Linked DNA regions of Sus scrofa: all the other regions are linked to region 2. The links are chromatin contacts, called in public Hi-C maps. All regions are on one chromosome and are shown on one strand. The core of a region is the stretch at or near the end of the contact, and the rest is flanking DNA. Distances in the headings are between cores, read along the strand shown. Region 1 has its middle 93 kb from the start of PDE3A. Region 2 has its middle 450 kb from the start of PDE3A. Region 3 overlaps LOC106510350 (a long non-coding RNA gene).

Region 1 (4,403 bases), core at 1,781-4,280, 360 kb after region 2:
GCAGCTCCGATTTGACTCCTAGCCCAGGAATTTCCACAGGTGTGTCCCTAATTAAAAAAAAAAGAAAAAGAAAATAGAAACAACATTTTCCAGTGATGGAAATTGAAAAAGCTGCTGCTGCCTTTTTTTTCTTTTTTTCTTTTTAAGACCACATCTGTGGCATATGGAAGTTCCTGGGCTAGAGATCGAATCCGAGTTGCAGCTGCCAGCCTACACCACAGGCACAGCAATGCCAGATCCTTAACCCACTGAGAGAGGCCAGGGGTTGAACCTGCATCTTCACAGAGAACTATGTTGAATACTTAACTCACTGAGCCACAATAGGAACTCAGAAAGCTTCTTAGCTTGGAGAATTAAAAAAGAACTTTTCTCTATGAGGGTTGTGGGTTTAATTGTGAATTCACAGAGAAGAAACAAAGTTTCAAATACATACTCTTAGCATTAATTGTCTCTAAGCCATGCATTTTATGGGTAAAGCAATGTAAGAATCTGCATTATCTTTGTAGTCCTTTGCTTATAATGTCCCAGTGAATAACACGAAATATTTATGTGTGTTGAGCTAATATATAAACTAATTTTATAATTTGTCATAAGTTCAATACCTTGAACAAGAACTTGTTGACTCTCCTTTTCCTTTTTTTTTTTTTTTTTTTTTTGCTGACAATTCAAATGTATCTTAAGGAAATACATGTTTGTTTAATTAATGATATTCTCTCAAGCCACTATTTTTTAAATTATACATTAATTTTAATATCTACTGAAAGAAGTTTGGAGGAAAGAATAGGTGGATGGGTATATTCAAATTTTTCAATACTAGAAGGCATTTGAAGCTGATTTGCAATTAGACTTGTCCTGCATGCACCCCATGAAATAGGTCCAGGACTAGTATAGGTAGACATAATAAGTAGACAGATAATGGCATTATTTTAAGGGGGAAAATATCCTAAGCATTAGAAGATGGGACAGTCTTCTTCTAAATGCAAAATTTTCCATGAGTGGAACTGTTACAGCAGTTAGGCAATCAGTCAGCAGAGATGACACAGAAAGATCTAATATTTCCCCTTCATGGGGCTGTTGGCATGGAGGAAGATGATTTGTCAAGACCTACGAAGCTAGCAGACTCCAAAATATAGGGACACTGAATCCTTCTGAAGATGAAGTCCACATTATACTTAGGCCTTCTAAGAAATGATCCACGGTATTAAATTATGTTGGGAGTGTCTTGTTGATTATGGCCTCTCACAAAGGACTCAGTTGAGGGTATAAATCTCCTTAAAACATCAGTGTAGAATGGGACTCAGATAAAACAAGTTGTCATCTCTCTGCAGCCTATTAAAATTAATGAGCTCATGGAATGACTGAAATTTTCTATAATTGATAAAGAGTATTGAATAAAAAAGAGCTGAATTAGAACAGATATATCAGGGTTTATTCAACATTGTAAATGAGAGGAAAGAATGTATCAAGTTTTGCTATGTTTCAAGCTCATTTAAGGGTAAAACCATATCGGATTTGTAGTTAAACTCAAGCACAGGACTACAGATTGCACAAACAGATCTCTGAGTAGTTTTCTTTTAATTAAAGTATAGTTGATTTACAATGTTGTCCTAATTTCTGTTGTACAGCCAAGTTATATACATATAGACATTCTTTTTTATATTCTTTTCCATTATGGCCTATCCCAAGAGACTGAATATAGTTCCCTATGCTATACAGTGGAACCTCATTGCCTATCCATTCTAAATGTAGTAGTTTTCATGGATAGATGGATTTTTTAAAAGGCCTCCCCTTTGAGCAGATGAATTGGACAAAAGTGCCCCATTCTGGGCTCACAGTCCCACAGGGAACAGCTTGGTAAACAAAACTCCAGCCAGATTTCAGGCCCTAAATGTCAGTTGTCCCACACTTTTGGGGATTGGCTTGTATGGAATAAATTAATGAGAAAGTGAATAAATAAGTAAAAGAAAAAATAGACGATTTTAATTGTCTTTTATAGTTTCTAAAAAGAAGCAACACTCTAAGTTTTAGGATAAGTGTCCCAGAAGCCTACAAAAATCAGTTTTCTCTGACTCCGTGAACATCAGAAAACTTTCTGATTCATTGTTTGGTTTTCCCTTACCCTGATCATGGGAGTCCTATAAAAGCAAGCATAAGCCTACAGGTTGCTGTACAGTTGTATTCTATAGAAACATGAATGTTTTTCTCTCTGTCTTTTCTGTGGATTTCAGGAGGTCACTGCCTCCCTCATGACTACAACACATTAGGCATTGCAACATTCCATAAAATGTCTTAAGTAAATATAGGCAATGATTAAAGCAGGTGTTTGAGAATTTGGTTAATGCCATCCATCCCCCACAGACTAAACACCTGTGATTGCTACCTTGTGGGGTTCTACCTGGAAACATCATCTGAGAAATGCTTTGCAGCAAGGAGAAGTCTTGCCTATCAAAAACTGCATAAGGAGGCGTTCCCGCTGTGGCACTAGGGGACTGACAGTGTTCAGCACCAGGACATAGGTTCAATCCCCATCTGGCACAATGAGGTAAAGGATCTGGCGTAGGTCATAATTGCAACTGCAGAAGGAATTCTAGAATCTGAGTGAATAGCATAAATGATATTAAAAAAAGAAAAAACATGCACTGAAGTTAAAGTTCATTACCCAAAATCATAACATGTTAGTTTCCTAATCTCTGTCTCCAACTGAGGAATGGCAGAGCAAAAGCAAAAAAAAAAAAAAAAAAAAAATGTGTGTATTTCTGTAGTCAATTGCAGAAATCCTTTCATGGTGACTTGGCACCCCTGTGGTGCTTCAAGGAGGGAAGTAGGAAGTAATCAAGCTGCCTCATGATAAGTACTTGCTCAAAGGAGAATGCCGCTAATCATAACCCTTTTAGAGGTCAGGGCTAATATTAAGCTGGTGCAAACTTCATTCCAGTCCCAGTTGGTCCCAGAATGGCCAGGTCTATTCTGACAGGCTAATGTCTGTACCATGCCAGTTGATAAACATGTTGAATAACACCCCTGCCACAGGGTCTGGTTCCTCCTCTTCAACACCCTCTGCAGCAGCTCCCACTTTGGTGCTATCATACCTTCATCCTAGACTTAGCTTTAACTTCTCAACAACATTCCACACCCGGCCCAAGGTTACCAAAAGCACAAATAACACCTTGGGTAGCATGCTGTCCTAAACAGAATCTTTCCATGCTGCTACTTTCCAGCTGTGGAAACTTGGGCAGCTAATTAGCCTCACTTTTCCTGAGTTTCCTTATTTTTTAAACAGCTTTATTGAGATACATTCGTATACCATATGTAATAGGTTTCCCCAGAGAAAAGAACCAACAGGATGTGTGTGTGTGTGTGTGTGTGGAGAGAGAAAAAAGAGAGATTGATTTTAAGGACTTGGCTCATGTGATTGTGGAGGTTTGGCAAATCTAAAATATGCAGAGCCCAAGAACCAGGGAAGAGTTGCCGTTTTAAGGCGGCCAGAATCCCTTCTTGCTTTCAGAGGTTAGTCTTCTTCTATTAAGGCCTTCAGCTAATGGGATGAGGCAAATCCACATTATGGGCAGGAAACTGCTTTAGTCAAAATCTACTGATTTGAGTTAATCTCATTTATGAAATACCTTCACAAAAATCTCTATGAATGTTTTACCAGCTGTCTGGGTACCATGACCTAGCAAAGTTGACATGTAAAGGTAACCATCACACCAGAAAATTCACCCATTTAAACTATATGGCTTTTAGTATCGTCACAGATCAGCTATCATCACAGACAATTTAAGAACATTTTCCATCAGCCTCAAAAAGAAACCATACCCTTTAGATACCATCCATTTATCTTCCTATTTCTTCTAGCTCCAAGCAACCTCTAATCTACTTGTGTTTCTATAGATTTGCCCACAAATGTCATATGAATGGAATCATATAATATGTGGCCTCTTATGACTGGCTTCTTTCACTTAGCATAATATTTCCAAGAGTCATCCATGCTGTAACATGTATCAGCACCTCAGTCCTCTTTATAGCCAAATAATATTCTATCATAAAGATATAGTACTTTTTGTTTTTCCATTGATCTGTTGATGGATGTTTGGGTTATTTCCATTTGGGGGCTATAATGAATACTGCTGCTATAAACATTATGATGAATACTGCTGCTATAAACAAGTTTTTATGTAGCCATATGTTTTTATTTCTCTTGCATGTATACCTAGGAGTAGAATTGCCAGATCACATAATAAATAACTTTATGTTTACTCAAAGAACTGCCAGACTATTTCCCAAAGTGGCTGTATCATTTCATATTCCCATGAGCAGAATATAAGAGTTCTGATTTCACCATGTCCTCACTAGCACTTATTATTGTGTAATTTTTTTTTTATTCCAGACATTCTAGACATGAA
Region 2 (4,135 bases), core at 635-3,134:
TATGAGGGAGAAAAACAAAATTAGTTTTCCCTTTAACTAGGTACGCCTTTGACTTATTCATTGCCTACAATGATATTTTGGTAATCCCCTAGGAAAAGAAAACATCATCATAAACTCTGCCAATCACAGCTCTGTCTTTTTTGTTTCAGCCTCTTCCTTTTTATCCTACATTTGCCCCTTCCATGTATTCTAATCACAGTGTTTATCTAGGCTGCAGGGTCACATTCATTTACACGTGGACTTACCCTCACACAAACGTGTCATCCATTTATGAATAGTTCTAGGAAACGCATAACTACTTGCACAGATACATAGATAACACACCGTGATTGAATGAAGGAGAAAGCAGCCAGTATGATGAGAGGATGCAGTGGTTTGTAAATGGGAAAGTTAGAGTAGGTCCAAAGGAACCCATGTCTATCCCTCCTCTTAGAACTGAGTCCTCTCTTGGCCTCCATGTTTTATTGTTTTAACATCACATTCACCGTAATCTATTTTGTATTGAAGTTCTATTTACACCTTTCTTTCTTTAATGCAAAGGTGATTTTATAGGTCTGTGCTGTCCAATATGGTAACCACTAGTCACATGTGGCCATTGACACTTGGAATATGGCTAGTCCAAACTCAACAGGCTGTGAGCCTAAAATATACTCCAGATTTTGAAGAAAAAAAGAATATCATATGGTCATTAATAATTTCTATATTGAACACATGTTGAAATGATAATTTTTTATAGTTGCAGTTAAAACTATATTACTTAAATTTACCTTTTACTTTTTACTTTTTAAAATATAGCTACTAGAAGAATTAAAAGTACACCTTTGCATTCACTCATGGCTCACATATTTCTGCTGAGTGCTATGACACATGGCGGTGATTATGCAGTTTTCAAACTTGCATAAAATGTTGAATGAAGCTTTCAGGCAGTTGATGATAAATATTTGTAGAAATTGAGGAAGGAGGTGAAGAGCTTGGTGATAGTAAATGAGTGAATGCGTGATGAGTAGCTCAAAGATTTTTGGTTAATTGAGAGGGTTGAAATTTGCTGCAAGATACTCAAGAAGCTAGGTATTATTAGTTAGAATGAAGACATGGAGGCAGAAACTTTATTACAAACAAAGGTATGGGTTGATAGGAAATATGTGATAAGAGAATCAACAAATATTTACTGAGGCCCTATTAGATGCCAAGTCCTGTTTTAAGCATGAGTGATATAAAAATGATTCTGGTATTTTACTGTACCCACCTTCCAGGAGCCAGGGTGAGGGTGGAAAGGCATACAGTTAATTATTGTCCAACCAGGCTCCTCATCAAAGCAGTCCACCTTTGCTATAATGCCATGCAGAGAATCCAAGCTAAGTTTTAGAAAATCCTTGGGCAGCCAAATGGCAATGAGATGAAAGTTTAATCATGTGAATGGGAGGTACGAGCCCCACAGAGGTTGTCCCGAAGTTCTTACTGTTTGTTTTGCTTGGAAGAGTTCCATGGGTAACAGGCTTGAAACAGAAGGGAGTTCTGGAAGTATTATCTGTGAGAGTTTTTAACTAACTGTTTATCAACCACACTTATGGAAACAGAAAATGTGTGAAGTGTGGATGACTAAGTGTGCATTTTAAGCGTTGGCTGAACTTCTAACTGCCTAACAACGGGAAAACAAGTACCTGGAGGATGTGCCAGGCATTCTCTCTGCATGCTTTGTTTAGGTTTCCTTGGTTTTGTTTGAGAGAAGAACCAATTTTCAAGTTAAAAGCAGGTGCATCAACATGTTCTGAGCAATTGCTGTGCATGTCGTAACCCAACTGACTGCATCCCTGTTACACTTTCCAGCAGCAAAGGTGATGCCCTCACTTGTGTACCAGGCAACGACTGCATCATTATCTTGCTCAGTTTTATGCCCTTTCTAGGTGCAACGTTCCATTTGGTGACATTTCCAAAGCAGTGTGTAGGCAACTTGTTCATGTGATACTCATTAAAGTCACACGGCTAACATTTCTGCCCACTTCTTTTGTGAGAACTAGATAGAGAAAAACACTTTGCCTTCTTTCAGAAGAGACATAAAGCAGAGATCTGGACCACTTATGAATATTGCAACACCTCTGTGGTCTCATGTTAGGGGTGGTATATTGTCTGCAGTGTCCTGGAAAATCTAACATTGCCTAAACAATGCTCACAAAGAGTTTTTCTTTTGAATTCACAGTTCTGAATCCAGAACCGTGATCCCATATAGAGAGTGATAGACCAGATGAGTGAAATTCTTATTTGCCTGATTCACAGAGTTACTATGAGTATATTTCCAATTTAACAAAAACATTTTTATTGCTTTCCATATACTTTTTCACTTAACTCATGTGATTCTCAGGAAAATACTATAAAAGACAGGGTATAGTATATCCATTTAATGAAAGAAGAAACAAACTGAGCCCCAGAGACATGAAATAATGACCCATTGCTGCCCAGGGAAATTGTGAATTTCTAATTTGATCTCAGGATTTGGACACTAAAGCTAATGCCTTTTTTCTGCATCATGTAACCAGTCACTAACTGCAGGTGAAGGAGGGCCTGTTAGATAAATCTCAACCCATGTCAACCCTGACATTCACTTTCTCAGTGACCTGAATATGTCATTTAACTTTTCGAATCGATTAAAAGAGAGAAAACAAGTTGCTCCTTTCACTGAAGAGGGCAACATTAGAAATTTATCTATTTGTAAATAAGGAATATAATGACTAGAATATATCTCTGAAAAAAATTCAGGAACAATAACAATATGCAAAGTGACTTAAGGTAATAAAGATTTTTCTTTTCTGCAAGAAAATACACATGCACATACACATCTTGCTCTTTGAATCTGATAGAATCTTATATATATATATATATATATATTTTTTATAACTTAAATGCTTGAGCAAAGAAAAATAAATTATTCTGAATTTTCTCTAGAAAGCATCTAAAAGCTACAAAACCTCTACAAAATTCTCATTCCCCAAAATGGCTCCAAATAGTTGACTCTTGCCTTTGGCACCTTTCTAATTTCTATTTTAGTTGCCCTTGTTCTAGCTGGAATTTGTGTCCCAAGCAACTGATAACTGTGTGTCTAAATTTTTGTGAATCTTTTTCTCATGGAAAAGTAATATACCACTCAGGTGTCATTAGTTAATAAAGAGTTTATAAGTAGAGTTTGCAATTAAGTAAAATATTTAGATCTGAACCAAAAATATGGTTAAAAAATCCAGTAAACACTTAGTACATTAAAAAAAAAATTAGGCTCTGATATGATAAGCCTCTGGGAAACAGAGACATGTAAACCATGGATCCTGCACTACGTAGGTCAAAGAGTTGTGGGTAGAGAAAAATAAAAACAAACACTCTATGGTAAACGTAAAAGACATAGCTGAGAAGAGGTAGTAATTAATTAGGGAAGGTTGACAGGGTTGATCAAAGATTTTACAAAAGTCTCGTTTAAACCACATTTTGAAAGATAATTTCAAGACAAGAATTCCAGATGTAGAGAAATAATGGACAAAAGCACTAAAATCGAATATAGCGTTTGGATGTAAATCTCTCATAACTTCAGTGACCTGATTCTTGTGAAGGAGCTCTTTTGGGGGAAGATTGTGTTTTTGCTTCTCCTCGAGGCCCCTCAGACTGTTTTTGACTAGCAAATGGGATAGTCCAAAATATTTTGCAATGTTTGATTGGAATTTTATATTGCTAAATTTGTTTCTATTTAAGCATTATCAATGCACACTTACTGAGTTTGTGTAATAAATGGTGTTCCAAAACAGGAATTAGTCTTGATTAGATATTCTTTATGATGTTGCTATTGAAGTCACCAAAATATTTTTAGAAAAGCTCTTAAAGATAAATTTATTAGAAATCACTGCAGTTAGATTGAATATCACTTTGACAAACCTTAGCAGTGACTCTGAAGTGGGAGTCAGAAGAGGAATATTTATGGGGTGTTGGCATCTGGGTTCACTTTTTTTTTTTTTAATGACTACCCATCACATATTTCTGGGCCAGGGATTGAATTTGAGCCACAGCTGTGACCTACACTGCAGCTATGGCAACACTGGATCTTTTAACCCACTGCACCAGGCTGGGGATTGAATCCATGTCTCTGCAATAACCTGAG
Region 3 (3,894 bases), core at 37-2,536, 300 kb after region 2:
GCAGCAGCTACGACTCTGATTCTACTTCTAGCCTGGGAACCACCATATGCTGTGAGTGCGGCCCTAAAAAAAGACAAATAAAGACTAAAAATAAACAAATTTTCTTTTGGCTTAACTCACCTGGAATTGTTTTCATTCACTTGTCTCCAAGAGTACTGAATAATAAAATTGGAATTAGCAAAATAGACACTCCCTTTGGAATAGCAATTATGTAGGGATGGGAGGGATTGTAATCAATAAGGGGAAAGGACAATATTAGGAAGTAGAAACAGTGTACATAGGTCACTTGTTCTATAAGATGGGCTATTTAAAAACTATTTTTAGAGAGTTTCTGTTGTGGCTCAACTAGTGGATACCCAACTAGTATCCATGAGGATACAAGTTCAATCCCTGGCCTCGCTCAGTGGGTTAAGCCTCCCACATTGAGCTGCAGCATACTTCACAGATGTGGCTCAGATCCCAAGTTGCTGTGGCTGTGGTGTAGACCTACAGCTGCAGCTCCGATTTGATCCCTAGCCAGGGAACCTCTATATACCCCAGGTGTGGCCCTAAAAAGAAAAAATAATTTTTTTTAAGTTAAAAAATATTTTTAAGGAGAAGGTTCAGTAGCTAGAGTGCAGACAGAGTTGAGGAAGTATTCGTTTCAAAGATGGGAGAGACTTGAGCATGTTTATAGACTAAGGGAAAGATGCCAGTGAAAAGGAAAAGGTTGACAGTACTGAGAAGAGAAGGGATAATTAATGGAGGAAAGTCCAGGCAGAGACAGGATATGATGAATATTTCTGTTGCCACGAAATCTCTAGTAAGGTCTAGTGTCTGCTCAGATGGTAAATTTGACTAAATATGTCCAATTCTTTTATTTAAATTTTTTTTTACTTCTTCAGCATGTCTAAATATATATTTTTTATATCTTCTCTTATCTCTCTTCTTTTCTAAATCATATGAAGCCTTAGAACATCCCACTCTCCCACCGAAAACAAACATGCCAATAAACAGAAATAAAAGTCCCTCTTCAAACTGGCAGAGACTTTCACAGCCAAAGGAACCCCAGGATAACCGAAGGAATCTCAGCAGAGTCATTTTGTAGGTTTTTAGGTTCTGCTCTACTTTTTTTTTTTTTGTCTCTAATTTTGTACAAGCTGATGCACAGAAACAATGGGGAAGAGGATTACGTCAAATGTATGAAAGAAATGGCAGGAATCCAATGGGAAAGACATGCCCTCTGCATTTGGCAGCAGGAGTGCGGGGAGGCAGTGGCTTTGTAAAGTGATGAGTCACACTTGAACAGATGCTCTGGAAGGAATTAGTTCAAGAGAAGGCTGGAGAGCTCCCGGACGTGTATGAGTGCCTTGGGCCATTAGCAATATGTGTGTGATCACAGAGAGACAAGGAAACCCTGAGAGCCTCAGACCTTCTTTTTGGAACCAGCGCAGAAAAGGATCCTTGTTTCTTGTGCCTCTGTGCTGGGTGGAAAACCACAGCCCTTCTGTGCTAGTGAGAGAGTATGTCATCAGCACTACTTTTAGAAAACTTTATCTTGATCTAGTGTCTATAATACAGATTTTAAATATGGTAACTAGATAAAGCAAGCCAAGACTATGAGGAAAAGATTAATCAAAAGTCACCTGGGCCACAAAATCAATGAGCTTGAGAAAACCTGGGTGAGAGATGGAGGAGAGAAGAGAAAACTTTTTCTTTAACTCAGAATTAACCACTGAAAAACAAGGAAGAATCTGAGCTTCAGCAATTGACTAGCATAGAGACAAACCCGAAAATGATAGCCAGGCCAAAAACAAAACCCAATTTAAATATTAAACTTACCTTTTGAACATTATAAACACCGAATTCTATGTGTGCCATCAAAAGTTTCCATTTCTTGTGCTAGTAAACTGTGCAAGATTTAGTGCCTTGAGTGGAGAAGAGCTATCTTTTTGCAGTAATATTCAAAATAAATAAATATAGATATCTATAGACATAAATAACAGCTATTATGATTCTATTTGTAGCACTGTTTCATGGTAATCATATACCTTTGAACAGCAGTAATAAAATTCCAGTCTTACAACAATCAATCACCTTTTGATCTTGTGGTATAGAATAATATAACTCTTTGTTATACTCTTGAATGTTCAGATTTGACCAGACAATAAAATATCATTAGTCTTTTGTAGGTTAAATTATCAAAAGGTGACCTAAATCCCCACAAATTGGTTTTTTAAGTGAAGTCCCATGAAATCAATATAATTCTGTGGTAGAAAATACAGCTGAATTTGTTAATTGGTTCATAAAGTATCATTTTGTTTCTAAAGCATTAAATGAGAGGTCAAGAAAGAGAATTGGTTTCAGGCCAGCTAGAATGGATAAAGAACTGTTAGGATAGAGGCTGTTGATTGAGGGCATCAGAACACAGCTTCGGAGTGTGCCAAAACAGGAGCTGTTGTAATATAAAGCTTAGTTTTTTTTTATTTCAAAATACCAAAAGTTCTTAAGAGGAGAGAGGAGAGAGAACACTTCTTGTTCTGGGAACCCTAGGTGAAGGCACAAAGCCTGTACAACCCAACTGTGATAAAATGAATTGACCTTTCCATTATTTCACTTGCATTTGCTTAGGAGAATAACCTTGACCCTGGATTACTGTGGAATTGGACTGAAGTCTCTGCAAACTGTCAACATCTCCATCATATGACTAGAATGATGTCAGTAGAGCCAGTGGTCTGAGGCCAGCCGTGAACAGTGAAGGGATGTCCTTTAACCGCACTGCAAGTTAGGGGGATTGTTTGGCTTTGACTTTCAAAAATCGCCAGAGAAGAATGTTCTTTGTCTCAGGCTGTTTGAAAGGAGCTGGAAGCTGTAGGTAGGTGAGAGCTGATTGTCTCCAGTCTCCCTTTGCAAGGAATTTCTTGGTCTTTTGCCTGGTTTACTTTACCATTTGTATTACCTCATTATTCTTATTTTCCTCTGGTGTCCTGCCCTGAAGAACTTTTCCTGAATGTGATTTTTCTGTCTCTCTCTTCAGAATTGACCAGGTAGAAATCTAATAAAGAATGTCACAGTGCTGCCCTCAAGGATGTGACAATCGGAACTTTTGCACGGAGTTCACAATCTGTAATTAATGCAGGACTTCTCAGGAAGCCTTTTGAAAAAGCCCCTTACAATATATTTTCCCCATTCTACAGATTCAAAAACTGAGGTATATTTTTAAAAAATGGAAGAAAGTAACAATTCTAATGGTCACGTGCCAAAATATCGCAGTAAATAAAGAGTTCTGTGCATCATCCTGCATTAGGTGCTAGACTTTTTAAATACATCAATTTTAATTCCCACCTTGATTTTGTAAATTAAATAGCATTATTTCCATTTTCTGCCTTGTCTTAGGGCTAGGGTTTGACTCCATGCCTATCTCCTTCTAAAGCTTGGTCTTTGTCTCATCACACAGCTTTGCTTCCCAATTGAGTTAATAATTTTATCACATCTTTAAGTAGTAGTACATTAAGTTTTCAAAAACATTTTTAACTATTATTTTACCCTCACAACAATCTTTTGCATTTAATAGAGATTACTTTTTCGTACAGAGTAAGAAACTGAGAAAGAGATGTCTGACCTGCTCCAAGTGTTAATTACATTTGTAGGAATTAGAATTTAGGCTTCTGTATTGAAAGACAGGGTCATTGACATTAGATCACACTGTCCGTTTTTGAGTGTTTATTTTGGGATAATGCCCAAAGCAGTTAAGGTCCATGACGTATGTATCAGAATTTCCACAAATAACCACCTAACTTTACATGACATTAGTAAAGCTGTAGGTAAGAGGGACTTTTGCACATGGTAGAGAAAAAAATGCAGTTATGTTTTCTGACAGCAGAAACCCTATATCCTCAACAACTAGCAATTTTT

The links. Hi-C and Micro-C count contacts between places; a contact is called where the count stands out from the background.
Region 1: a Hi-C map of heart right ventricle shows a contact between it and region 2, with 7 times the contacts expected there. A contact is called at or near these places in 3 of 47 Hi-C or Micro-C datasets (heart right ventricle, liver and skeletal muscle).
Region 3: a Hi-C map of fetal heart ventricle shows a contact between it and region 2, with 2.1 times the contacts expected there. A contact is called at or near these places in 4 of 47 Hi-C or Micro-C datasets (embryonic fibroblasts, fetal heart ventricle and liver).

The regions. Positions count from the first base shown.
Region 1 is chr5:52,829,003-52,833,405 of Sscrofa11.1, reverse strand. No RefSeq gene overlaps it. Among named protein-coding and RNA genes, the nearest start is that of PDE3A, 93 kb to the right of the region's middle.
Region 2 is chr5:53,185,625-53,189,759 of Sscrofa11.1, reverse strand. No RefSeq gene overlaps it. Among named protein-coding and RNA genes, the nearest start is that of PDE3A, 450 kb to the right of the region's middle.
Region 3 is chr5:52,883,238-52,887,131 of Sscrofa11.1, reverse strand. It overlaps LOC106510350 (a long non-coding RNA gene), which reads left to right. Exons shown (of 4, transcript XR_001308778.2): 2 at 2,611-2,854. Among named protein-coding and RNA genes, the nearest start is that of PDE3A, 150 kb to the right of the region's middle.